Linked DNA regions of Mus musculus: regions 1, 2 and 4 are each linked to region 3. The links are chromatin contacts, called in public promoter capture Hi-C maps. All regions are on one chromosome and are shown on one strand. Each heading gives the region's core, a stretch centred on a gene start, on an enhancer-like site or on the middle of the called end of the contact. The rest is flanking DNA. Distances are from core to core; before and after follow the strand shown.

Region 1 (2,700 bases), core at 128-2,627, 510 kb before region 3:
GTGAGAATGGTCTGTGTCCTGTCCTTCTGCTGCACTCTGCGCCAAAGCCATTGCTGTTCAGGAGTGACACTTGTAAGGAAGCAGACACTTTTATTATTAGCTGTTCTCCCAAAGTAGTTCTTAATACTGGGTAGCACGCTTGTCTTTGGTGGAAGGAGAGGCTGAGCCTTGTTGAGAGAAAGGGAGAATTGCTCTTATGCTCGTGCGTATACATCCCTTCCTAAGACAAGAAGAAGAAGAGCCTAGCACAGTGGGACAGACTAGACATCAGTTCACTGAAACTAGTTCTGTCAAGATTGACAGAAGTTGACCTTGGGTCCAGGTAGGGCAGAGATGGAGACACACTGCTCTGTTTTTCTTTTATGGGAGTAACACTTGGCTTGTAAGAAAGCATTTATAAACTTGATAAGGCCTTTAGGAGGTAGTGATTGTCACCTATCAAGCAGGCCTGATCAAGGTTTGTTAGGGGCCATGGTTACAGTAACTGTTAAAGAGTTTAAATCTGAAGCAACCCAGCCATTTTGCTGGACTCTTCTGTATTGGTTCCAAAGTAACTTAACAAAAGGTTCCATGTTACTCCTTTCTTTCTTTTGAGCCAGGGTCTCACTATGTAATCCTGGCTGTCCTGGAACTCACCCTGTAATCCAGGCTCGCCTCCAACTCACAGAGATCTGCAGCCTCTGCCTCCTGAGCCTTGAGTTTAAAGGCGTGTGCTGCCACCCCATGTCTGGTTTCAAGTTCATTCTTAAATTTTCTTTTAAAGATTCATTTTATGCTTATGAGTGTTTAGCCTGTGTGTGTGTGTGTGTGTGTGTGTGTGTGTGTGTGTGTGTGTGTACCATATGCATGGTGCTAAAGAGATCAGAAGTCATTCTAGAACCAAGGTCACAGTTGTGAACTATCGTGTGGGTGCTAGAAACTGAACCTGATCCTCTTCTAGAGCAACAAGTGCTATTAACTGCTGAAACATCTCTTCAGCCCCACATCTTAAAACAATTAAGAGAACTTTATCAGTTCTTAGTTACATGTTTATAGAATACATATCTAAACATGAATAACCAGTGTTTTTCAAATACTCTTAGCTTTGAACCCTTTCATTAAATGAGATTTGTACAAGTACCCAAAATATAACAGAGAAGTGCAGATTAAATGGAGGACAACATGTTCTGTATTCCAATTCTTAGGAACATAGCCAAGGGAGAGCCTTTTGGAACTCCTAAGCACTTTTAAATCTACTTCAAAATAACAGTGCCCAGAAGGGGATGTGAGTGAAGTTCTGCAGCCTCCACCGCTGCCACCGCTGCCACTGCTGCCACCGCCACCACTGCTGCCACCACTGCTCAGAGTCATCCTGGGATCAAGTTGAAGAATGTGGGTGCTGGGGCTAGAGCTGCCATCTCAGCCACTTCATAGCTGTATGACTTTGGCCAGGTGTTAGACATTTGTGCCTTAATCCAGTCATCTCATTCCGAGGTTTTGTTTGTGTTTGTGAATGTGTGCCAGATGAGAGAATGAAAAAATGCCATATTTAGTACCACAAGTTAGAAGAATTGTAAACAGTCTTCAGACCTCATAACCACGCTCCCTCTCAGGAACTGTGCCCATAGATTGACTACCTGGGGAGAGACTCCCCATCAGCTTACCCTGTGGGCGAGTTATTCCCTTGTTAATGATTGATAGACCAGCTCATTACAGGCAATTCCATCCTGGGCAGGTGAGCAAGCCATGAGGCTCAAGCCAGTAAGCATTGTTCCTTTGTGCTCTCTGCTCCACTTCCTGCCCTCAGGTTCCTGTCTTGACTGCCCTCCATGATGGGTTATAGTGGGGACATACAATCTGAAATAAGCCTCCCTTCCCCAAACTGCTTTTGGTTCAAATGTTTTATCACAACATTACCCCAGCATTTGCAGTAGAAAGCAAGCTAGGCAGGCTTGCCTTTACTTACTAGTTTCTTTAACCTCTCTCTGAGTAGGTGACTCCTTCATTCTTAAGTGTCGTACAGATGGTGTGAGATAGAACTTTATCCTTGCTTAGAGGAGTCTGTCCTATCTTCTAAATTTACTCACATTTTGTGGAACCTTTCCCATCTCTAATCTGCTTTGTGTTTATTGTATTTAAGCCCCAGAAAAACCATTTTGTTTTTCAATTTTCTTCGTACATCAAAAAAGCTTGGTATATAAATATACTTGAGAAATTTTAAAAAATAAATGATTTATCACTTTGTAGAAGTGATGCGTAGAAAAGCCTTGTGTAGAGGTGTGTGCTATTTATTCGAATGTTCTGTCAGACAAGACTTCCTGGGAGTCTTGTCTCTGTAGGAGCTTGTGTTTCCTGATTTATTTATTTTTTTAATACAAACTATAGTTAACCTAACTTCTCAACTTAAAGCAAATTAGAACTCGAGAGAAGGGTTCAAGGCTTTGCCTGGTGTTGTGTTGGCCCATGCCGGCCTCCATCTACTCCATTCATTCTCTTGTACAACACTTTCTCTTTTGCTTTTTGGGTTTCTTTGAGACAGGCTCTCCTTGTGTAGGCCATTTGGCCTGGGATTTCACTTCCCAGTGCTCCTCCCCTGAGTACTGAGATCACAAGCTGTCACTCCTGGCCTTTCTGGTTTCTCATTGCCCGCACTCATCCCAGCTGCCTCCCCGGGCCGTTACCTTTCTTCTCTGCTCCTACTTGATTGTTCCTGCCGTGTGC
Region 2 (2,700 bases), core at 199-2,698, 290 kb after region 3:
GGCAGAGGCGGATTTCTGAGTTCGAGGCCAGCCTGGTCTACAAAGTTCCAGGGCAGCCAGAGCTACACAGAGAAACCCTGTCTCAAAAAAAGAAAAAAAAAGATTTATTTATTTTTAGTCAGGTGTAATGGCACACATCTTTAATCCTACACTTCAGAAGCAGAGGCAGGCAGATCTCTGAATTTCAGGGCAGCTGAGGCTACAAACTTCATGTCTCCTGCCCCAGAAAAACAATGTTTATTTATTCTCACTTGTATGTGTATGAGGCTTTGGCCTACATATATGTAAGTGCGCCACATGTGTGCAGTAGCCACAGAGACGAAGAGAGTGTCAGGTCCCCTAGAAATGGAGCTACAGACACTTGGGTACAGAGAGCTGGTGGCAGGTCCTCTGTAAGAGCAGCCAGTGCTCTTGTCTCTTCTGACCCTGATGTTTCATTTGAAATCCTCCCTGCAGGAAGGTCTCCTGGTTCTTAAGGAGTGGGGATGCACTGTGCCAGGCTGCCTGCTGGTTACCTCTGGGTAGTAGCAGCTTGCCCATCCCACAAGGCTGAAAGCTGCCCTGGGTCTCAAGATCAACTCATGCTCCCCCTGGCAGCTCAGTCATTTCCGGTTTTGTTTATATGGATGGAGGTTTTGCCTCCATGTGTGTTGCTGCGTCGAGCTTGTGCCATGTCTAGGAGAGGGCAGCAGATCCTCTGAAAATGGAGTTACCTGACGAAGTCACCTTGTAAGTCAGACTCACATCATTAAATCAACTTTCCCCTCCTCTGCATGTTTTTGTTCGGTTTGTTGTTTTTGGTTTGTTTTTGTTTTTGCTTGTTTTGTTGTTGGTTGTTTTGTTTTGTTTCTTGTTGGTTTTTTTGTTTTTGGTCTTCTCCCAGAGTTGAAGACCTAATCAAGGGACTCGTGCTCACAGTTTTTCTTTTTTTAAACAACTGCTCTTTGTGGTCCTGCGATTAGACCCAGGGCTTTGATCACTCTAAGCAAACCCTCTGCCTCTGTGCGCCATCCCTAACCCACAGCACATATATTTCACAACTTGAAAAGCCTTAAAGTTTCCCTTTTTATTCTCCCTCCCTGTCCCTTCCCTCCATGCCCTCCCATCCATTCTTTTTTGAGGCAGGTTCACATGTAGTTCAGGTTAGCCTTAAACACACTATGTAGCCCAGGATGACCGCCTGCCTCCACCTCCCACGTGCTGGGATCACAGTCTACGCCGCTGCACCTGGCTCTTACCTTCTTGTCATTTTTCTTCCCTGCCACAGAAGAAACTACACCAGCCTAGCTTTGCGTTTGGGGAAATGAGTCACTCAGCTTTTTTTTTTTTTTTTCTTTCTTCTTCCTTTTGTCAAGAAGCCCCACATGGGTGAGGGGAGAGTTGGTATATCACAGTGTCACAGGAAGTCACATACCCTTCAAAGCACCTTTGCTGCTTCTAGGATCCTGGCATTGCTTCATAGACTGTCCTCAGGATCACTTTCAGAAGAGCAAGGTAGGTGGAGACAGGGACATTCGCGGGACCTGTGGCTGCGCTGCTGCAGGTGCCTGTGGCTTCGGGGAGCACGGACAGGTGACTAGCTACCTGCCTGGCCCCACACTCAGGTTTTGTTTTGTTTTGTTTTGTTAATTTATCTTGTTGTATGTGTAAGAATGTTTTGCCTGCAAATATGTAAGTGCCCACGTGTGTGCTTGTGCCTAAGGAGGTTGTAAGAAAAGGAAAAGGGCCTCGGATCCCCTGGAATTGGGGTTACAGATGGTTTCGAGCCACCATCCGGGTGTTAGAAATTGAAGCCGTGTCCTCTTCCAGAGCAGCCAGGGACCTTAGCCACCAAGCCATCTCAGCAGCTTCACACTCAGGCTTCTTAATCTTGCTGGTGCTGGCCTCTGTCTTGGAGAACACACACTTCCTACCTGTCTGCAGGCAGGCCGCCTGAGGCTTCACCAGCCAGGCATCCATTCCGGACTCGGCTCACGCCCTCAAGTCTGACGAGGACTGCAAACTTTTCTGCTTGTTCCAGCAAGGAATATCACATACCCAGGAATTACGGCATCGTAGGTGACTTACTTACTTAATTAGTAATTTTCTTTTGAAATGTATTTTATTACATTTCTTTATGTAGTGCAGGTATATATGGATGTGTGTGTGTGCCTATATACGGAGGGTGCGTGTCAGAGGGTAATTTGCGGGAGTCTGTTTTTTTTTCTACCATGTGAGACCAAGGAATTAAACTCAGGGTTAGGCAGATGTCTCCATTTGCAGAGCATCCTCTTGGCCTCACTTGGTTTTGAGAGTCAGATACAGTGCAGGCTGGCCTCACCCTCAGTGTTGCTGAGCATGGCCTTGAACTTCTGGCCTTCCTGCCTGTGCCTCAGCCTCTCAAATGCTGGCATATATATATGGGCCAGTAGACTGGACTATCCTTTTTGTTTGGCGGTTTGTTCTTCTGAGCCTATCTTCATTCTTCTGTTTTACTGAAATTTTTTTCCCCCTTTAAACTTTACTGGTAAAATGATAGCAACACAAGACAGTTGTTAGTCACTGACAAGCCTCCCAGGAGACTCTCCCATGTGACAAGTCTTCATCATGCTTTTCCAAGGGGAAAAAAAAAAAAAAACCAAAGAAATAAAATCTCTTTTGAAAAAACACCAGGGGTAGGGGTGATGGTTCAGTGGGCAATGCGTTCGTACCTAAAACACA
Region 3 (2,759 bases), core at 165-2,664:
GAGATGACTCATTGAATGATTAAGAGCACCAGCTGCTCTTCCAGAGAACCCAAGTTCAATTCCCAGCCTGCACATGGCAACTTAAAACTGTAACTCCAGCTTTGTAATTTCTTCTGGCTTCTGCAGGCACCCGGCACACACATGGCGCACAGAGCTAGATGTGGGCAGAACACCCATACACATAAAATAAATTCACTAAGTTAAAAAAAAAATCAAAGAATCTATTTAAAAAAAAAAGTCTTAGGCAGTAGTGGCACACGCTTTTAACCCCAGTACTGGGGAGGCAGAGGCAGACAGATCTCTGAGTTTGAGGCCAGCCTGGATTCCAGAGTGAGTTCCAGGACAGCCAGTAATATACAGAGAAACCCTGCGTGTGGGCAGGGAGCATAAATTAGGACTAACCTGGTGTTGTTTGACTTCTAACACTGAGACAAACAAACTTCTATTCACCCCAGGTCCAATAACAGACCAGGAAAAGAAAAGTAAACATTCCATCATGAGACAAAAGAATCTCTCCTCTTTTCTTAGGCTGCTTTTATCAGACATTTTCTATGTCCTGAGATAGACGAATCTCTCTTCACCGAAGAGTAAGGTAGACAGAGTGACAGAGCAGGACACTAGACATCCTCCACTGGCCTCTGTATACACACACACACACACACACACACACACACACACACATACATACTTAAAAAGATGTACTGCGATGCTGAGAGTGGTGTCCTGATTAGCTTTAACTGTCGACTTTGACAGTGCCTAGAGTCACCTCGGTTGGGTATGGTATCATTCCAGCACCCGGGAAGCAGAGGCAAGGAGAATACCTGCGAGTTTGAGGCTAGCTGGGTTTATACAGGAGTTCCAGGTTAGCCAGTGGTACACACTGAGAGCCTGGCTTGTTTGTTTGTTTTGTTTGTTTTTGAGGCAGGATCTCTCTGTGTAGTCCTGGCTGTCCTGGGGCTCACTATGTAGACTAGGTTGACCTCGAACTCACAGAGATCCTCCTGCCTCTGCCTTCCTAGTGCTGGAATTAAAAATAAGTGCTACCCAACTCTGGCAAGAGAGAGTATGTTTTTAGAAAGAAAGAAAAAAAGGCAAAAATAACAACAACAAAAAAAAATAATAAGAAAGAAAGCAGAATGGTGGGAGGGTGGGGGAGGAAGGTCCTGAGGCGATGGACCTGTTTTTATTGCTGTAGGTGATGGTGGCACAGGTGCGTGCCCCGTGCACACACACAGAAGCAGAAATGAACAGCGCAGCACGGTATGCTCAGGGCATTTCCCCCTACTCGTGTCAGTACCTAGTAGCAGCCGCACCCACACAAAAAATCCCTGGAGGCTCATCACCAGCTGTGACCTGGGCGGTGCGCTCCTGGGAGAGGCCAGGGCCCCAGGCGTCCGGTTTCCTGCCCACGCCAGTCCAACTTCCGCGTGTCTAGAGGGCAGGGGCTTGCGGGGCATCTGCTCCCGAGTCCTCTCCGGGTCCGGCCGCAGCTGGGAAGAGGGAGCCGTGCGCCCCGCCCCTGAGGCTCCGCCCCGTCCCGTCCCAGCTTCACCGGCCAGAGGTCCCCGGGCCTCGGAGGCGGCCAGCCCGGGCTGGGTCGCGCGATGTCTCATGGATCGGGGCTCGTCCGGACCACGTGCAGCAGCGGCGGCGCGCTGGGGCCAGGCCAGCCCTCGGAGGGACTGCTGGACCGGGTGTACCCGCTCACCCACGGCGCCCTGTTCAAAGTGGCGCAGATGGTAAGAAGAGTGGAGTGGAACCTGGGGACCCGTACACGGGGCTGCACCTGGCCCGGACCTTGGGAGCACCGCGCGCCCCTTTGATGCCCCAGTGTCCCCCTAGAAAGTTCCGGGAACAGCCGACAGGATCCCTGGCCCCCTCACTTCTCCAGCTGCCTCCCTACCGGGCCCAGCTCACTTCCCCACCGAAACCCGGGGTGCGAGTTCCTCCTCGTCTTCCTTCCTCTTCTCCAGGCCGCACGTCTCGCACCCGGGCTGGGGGAGGGAGAGTCTCCTGCTATCCCCTGCCATCTCCAGGCCGCGCACGGGCTCCCGCCCGAGAGGGTAGAGCTCGGCGACAAGAGGGCTCGGCTTGACTTTCGAATCTCTGCTGGGGATCGGGAGAAGCGCCGCCTTTCAGACCATCGCCAGGTCCCCTGCGCCCTGTCAGCCTTCCGAGGCGCCTCAGAAGGCAGAACTAGTTAACTAGGTTAACTAGGCAGGCTTGTGGCTAGGGGGCTTCTGGTGCTCGCTTGGAGCCAGGCAGGGCAAGGCGAGCAGCCGGCTGTTACTGTGACCAGAGCTGCACAAAAGCTTCTGGCCCGACCAGAAGTTTACCAGGCCTGATCCTGTTCGCTCTCTACCCACCCTTCTTTTTTCCCTCCCGTTTTTGTTTTTCAACCTCTGTGCAAATGTCTCGTCTACAATACCTTTTCTGTTTGTGTGGTGTGTTTTGAAACTGGGCTGGGCCGTTTGAATTCCCTACTTATCATGGGTGGAGAGGGGAGTGGTGGTTTGTAGAAAGCTGCGGAGAGATGTAGGGACCCCAGTGCAAGGTCACAGACCCGGAAGCTGGGACCTGCCAGCGAAGCTGGAGCAGCCTCCCCCCTCCCCGACCCCCCCCCCCCGGGGCTGGTACAGGGCCAGAGCTTTGTGCCTTCCATAACCGTTATTTTGGATGCCTAGAGTGTAGAAAGGTGGGAGGAAGACGTTCCGCCTCTCCTGAGAAGGGTGCCTAAATGGACCAAGATTGGGACACAG
Region 4 (2,986 bases), core at 235-2,734, 460 kb before region 3:
CCTCCTCCACTCTCCTCCATCCTCCTCCACCCTCCTCCACTCTCCTCCATCCTCCTCCACTCTCCTCCACTCTCCTCCATCCTCCTCCACTCTCCTCCACTCTCCTCCATCCTCCTCCACTCTCCTCCACTCTCCTCCACTCTCCTCCACTCTCCTCCATCCTCCTCCACTCTCCTCCATCCTCCTCCACTCTCCTCCACTCTCCTCCATCCTCCTCCATCCTTCTCCATGCCCAGGACCACACTTACACTGCATATCTATCAATTTGTAAGGACTCTGACATATATACTCTGATGGGTCTAGTTGTCTTCATGAATTCTTCTATCTGGGCATTGAGACCTGTTATGATGCTTCTTCCATTCTGTATTGTAGATTTAAAAAAAAGGTCATTGTCCTTTGACAGTAGTTGCTACTTTGCAATACTGAATGTTTTCCAAAAGGCTAACATTAGGTTTTGATGTTTCTTTCGCAGCTAGATTTTCGCACTCCCCCAGGCTTTGACCGAACACGTAATGCTGAGATTGGAAATAAAGACATTAAATTCAAGCATTTGGAGGAAGCTTTTACATCAGAGCACTGGCTTGTCAGGATATATAAAGTGAAAGCACCTGACAACAGGGAGACACTAGGTCACAAACCTCGAGTCACCAACATCGTCCCCAAACAGAAGTATTTGTCAAAGAAGGTGGGTGCCTGCCGAAATAATCTCCTGGGTTCAGTGGGTTAGTGGGTGAGTAGGCTGCTATTGGAAATGCTAACAACTGCTCATGAAGAACATGACGGATTGTGTGAGGAAGATACAAGGCTACAGGAGTCCTGTTTTCATCAGGAGCACTTGAGCAACCTCAAGCCACAACTTTGCAGGTGGCCTGCTGGTTGTTGGCAACCCCAATGGAAGCTTTTCTGCAGGCATTCTTACTCCAGTCTCTGCATCTCTCCCTGGGATCTAAATGGTGTCTGGCTAGTGCTGTCCTGCCTGCATGAAACTCAGAACTTAGGAGAGCTGTAGTGACTGCTTCCTCCTCTTCAGGTTAAAGCACACTTGTATTCATGCTCTACTCTTGAATGGGGCTTTTATTTTGTTTGCTGAGTAGATTGTCTGCAGTTGAATGAGCCCTTCTGAAACAAAAACCCAAACAAATCCCTTTTCTTAAGCTACCTATTTTTAATGTAATTACTATGACAGAGCTTGTAGGCAGGGATTGTGAGGAGACCATGGCAGTCCTTTCTTAACAAACAGTGGGTCAGGTAGTCTCTTACTGGGGTCATTACTCCTTTAAGTTGGGTAGATGTCCTAACCTTCCCTAGTAGAGATAGCTGACAGTGACAGTGGCCGCAGGGAGAGGTGCCGTCAGTCAGGAGTGCCACCGTGGCTATGGTTGCATAGTACTGATCAGTAAACTGATGCAGGCAGTCCCTAGGGACTCCGTAACCTGAACAGTTCACTCACACTGGCTAAGTACACGCCCACCACTTCAGAACATGAGTCACATCGCTTAGACTTTCCAAGTGGTAACTTGTATTCACTTTTATGAAGTGATTTGCAGTGTAGACTAGGCTGGTCTGAAACTAGAAACTTTACTGTCCTCACCTCCTGAATACTGGCTCTATGTATGTCTAAATAGAAATTTATTTTTAACATATTTAGTTTGAGGAGTGGAGGAGGAGGTATGCCCCACTCCTGAGGTGCAGAGATCAGAAGACAGTCTGTAGAGTTGGTTCTCTCCACCACCAGGGCAGCCTTGGTAACAAGTGTTAATGTAAAAACCTAGTTCCTGCATGAGATACATACAGTGCTTTCCTCTGCGTCTTAGATCTGGCCATCCTCTTGGTTTAGCAGATGTCCTTGTAGCAGTTTCTCCAACCATATCTGGTGCAGTCTTCTACAGAAACACCTGCATTTTAGTAGGGCTGGAGAGATGGCTCAGTGGGCAAAGTGACTGCTGACCTGATCCCTGGCACCTGCATCAGAAGCACATTATGACAGGCAGCATACACCTGTCAACCTACCACTGGCGGGGCAGGCAGATCCCTTGTCCGGCCAACCTTGCTGAATTGGTGAGCTCTAGGTTCAGTGACAGACTGTCACTGTCTCAAAAACAAGATGGAGAACAGTAGAGGTTGGCGTTGGACCTATGTGCGTGTATGCCTAAGTGCACACATATGCCCACATAAACAATATTAGACAACAAGCTGTGAAGAATTGTTTTATTTTTACAAGATTTATGAAACTAGAGGAATGTTTGTTTTCATCTTGACATGCTGCCTTCCTCAGAGGACATGACAGAATAGGCCAAGGGATTTTTGCCTTTTAAGTTTTGAAGGTACATGGATTATCATCCTCATTCTGCAGATGGGAGAGTGGGGCTCTGAGACGGGCTCCATTACTGTATTTCTGACACAGCCAGTTTCCTGCGGCTGCTTAGCCAGCAGTAGCATCACCTTTCTAGTTCCTTAGACTGGACCTGGACTCTGCTGTTGTTCCCACTAAGCGTGTAGTGCTTGAAGAGGGAGACAGGAGGGACGCTGTCGGTCCTCTAAAGCTACTCATCCAAGTTTTCTTACAGGACAGCAGTGCACTGTCAGGTCCCAAGACTAACTTTCATAACAAAAGCTGGGTGTGTCTAGGTGCTTCTGTGTGTGAGACACCTGAACTAATTCCATGTATTCTTCTCTCTTTCTAGACTACTAAAAGGAAGCGTGGCTACGTTAAAAATAAGCTAGTGTTTAAGAAAGGCAAGAAGACCTCTAAGAAGACTGTTTAAATGCGCTGTTCTGGCCTCACTTGCAGCAGTCCTTGAGAGAACCGGTCTTTGCCTTCTGCTCATGTCCTGTTTCACAGCACCAAGGGTACAGAACATCGCTGGGCCAAGTCAATGTACAAAATGTTCTGGCAATGCCTCATTTAAAATTAAATTGGTTTATTGAGAACAGCTGTTTCTGATGTGTAACGTGAAGCAAGACAGAGCCCTGCTGTGAGCAGCTG

Evidence for each region. Promoter capture Hi-C pulls out the DNA fragments that hold promoters and counts their contacts. Capture Hi-C pulls out chosen DNA fragments and counts their contacts.
Region 1: a promoter capture Hi-C map of hippocampal neurons shows a contact between it and region 3, with 4 times the contacts expected there. The contact joins the enhancer-like site here to the promoter of Cmtm7 in region 3. A contact is called at or near these places in 6 of 39 promoter capture datasets (the 3T3-L1 cell line, the HPC-7 cell line, cranial neural crest and 3 more), 1 of 484 Hi-C or Micro-C datasets (cortical neurons), 2 of 115 datasets of contacts at active chromatin or transcription factors (craniofacial prominence and large pre-B cells) and 1 of 9 other capture datasets (liver).
Region 2: a promoter capture Hi-C map of pancreatic islet shows a contact between it and region 3. The contact joins the promoter of Ccr4 here to the promoter of Cmtm7 in region 3. A contact is called at or near these places in 1 of 115 datasets of contacts at active chromatin or transcription factors (memory CD8 T cells) and 1 of 9 other capture datasets (pancreatic islet).
Region 4: a contact with region 3 is called in a promoter capture Hi-C map of hippocampal neurons, with 4 times the contacts expected there. The contact joins the enhancer-like site here to the promoter of Cmtm7 in region 3. A contact is called at or near these places in 5 of 39 promoter capture datasets (the 3T3-L1 cell line, cranial neural crest, hippocampal neurons and 1 more), 7 of 484 Hi-C or Micro-C datasets (the CH12 cell line, cerebellar granule neurons, cerebral cortex and 4 more) and 5 of 115 datasets of contacts at active chromatin or transcription factors (bone marrow-derived dendritic cells, cardiomyocytes, embryonic forebrain and 2 more).

The regions. Positions count from the first base shown.
Region 1 is chr9:115,286,963-115,289,662 of GRCm38.p6, reverse strand. All of the region lies in intron 1 of Stt3b (STT3, subunit of the oligosaccharyltransferase complex, homolog B (S. cerevisiae)), which reads left to right. Among named protein-coding and RNA genes, the nearest start is that of Stt3b, 22 kb to the left of the region's middle. Within about 2 kb of position 1,377, at least 37 of the 459 cell types and tissues checked have an H3K27ac peak or open chromatin away from gene starts, as enhancers often do.
Region 2 is chr9:114,495,292-114,497,991 of GRCm38.p6, reverse strand. It overlaps Ccr4 (chemokine (C-C motif) receptor 4), which reads left to right and starts at 1,448. Exons shown (of 2, transcript NM_009916.2): 1 at 1,448-1,494.
Region 3 is chr9:114,780,648-114,783,406 of GRCm38.p6, reverse strand. It overlaps Cmtm7 (CKLF-like MARVEL transmembrane domain containing 7), which reads left to right and starts at 1,414. Exons shown (of 5, transcript NM_133978.2): 1 at 1,414-1,739. The coding sequence starts at 1,605. It overlaps Gm9888 (a long non-coding RNA gene), which reads right to left. Exons shown (of 3, transcript XR_003948087.1): 3 at 1,735-2,109.
Region 4 is chr9:115,243,744-115,246,729 of GRCm38.p6, reverse strand. Stt3b (STT3, subunit of the oligosaccharyltransferase complex, homolog B (S. cerevisiae)) reads left to right here. Exons shown (of 16, transcript NM_024222.3): 15 at 473-685; 16 at 2,685-2,986. The coding sequence ends at 2,765. Among named protein-coding and RNA genes, the nearest start is that of Gm26962, 45 kb to the right of the region's middle. Within about 2 kb of position 1,484, at least 16 of the 459 cell types and tissues checked have an H3K27ac peak or open chromatin away from gene starts, as enhancers often do.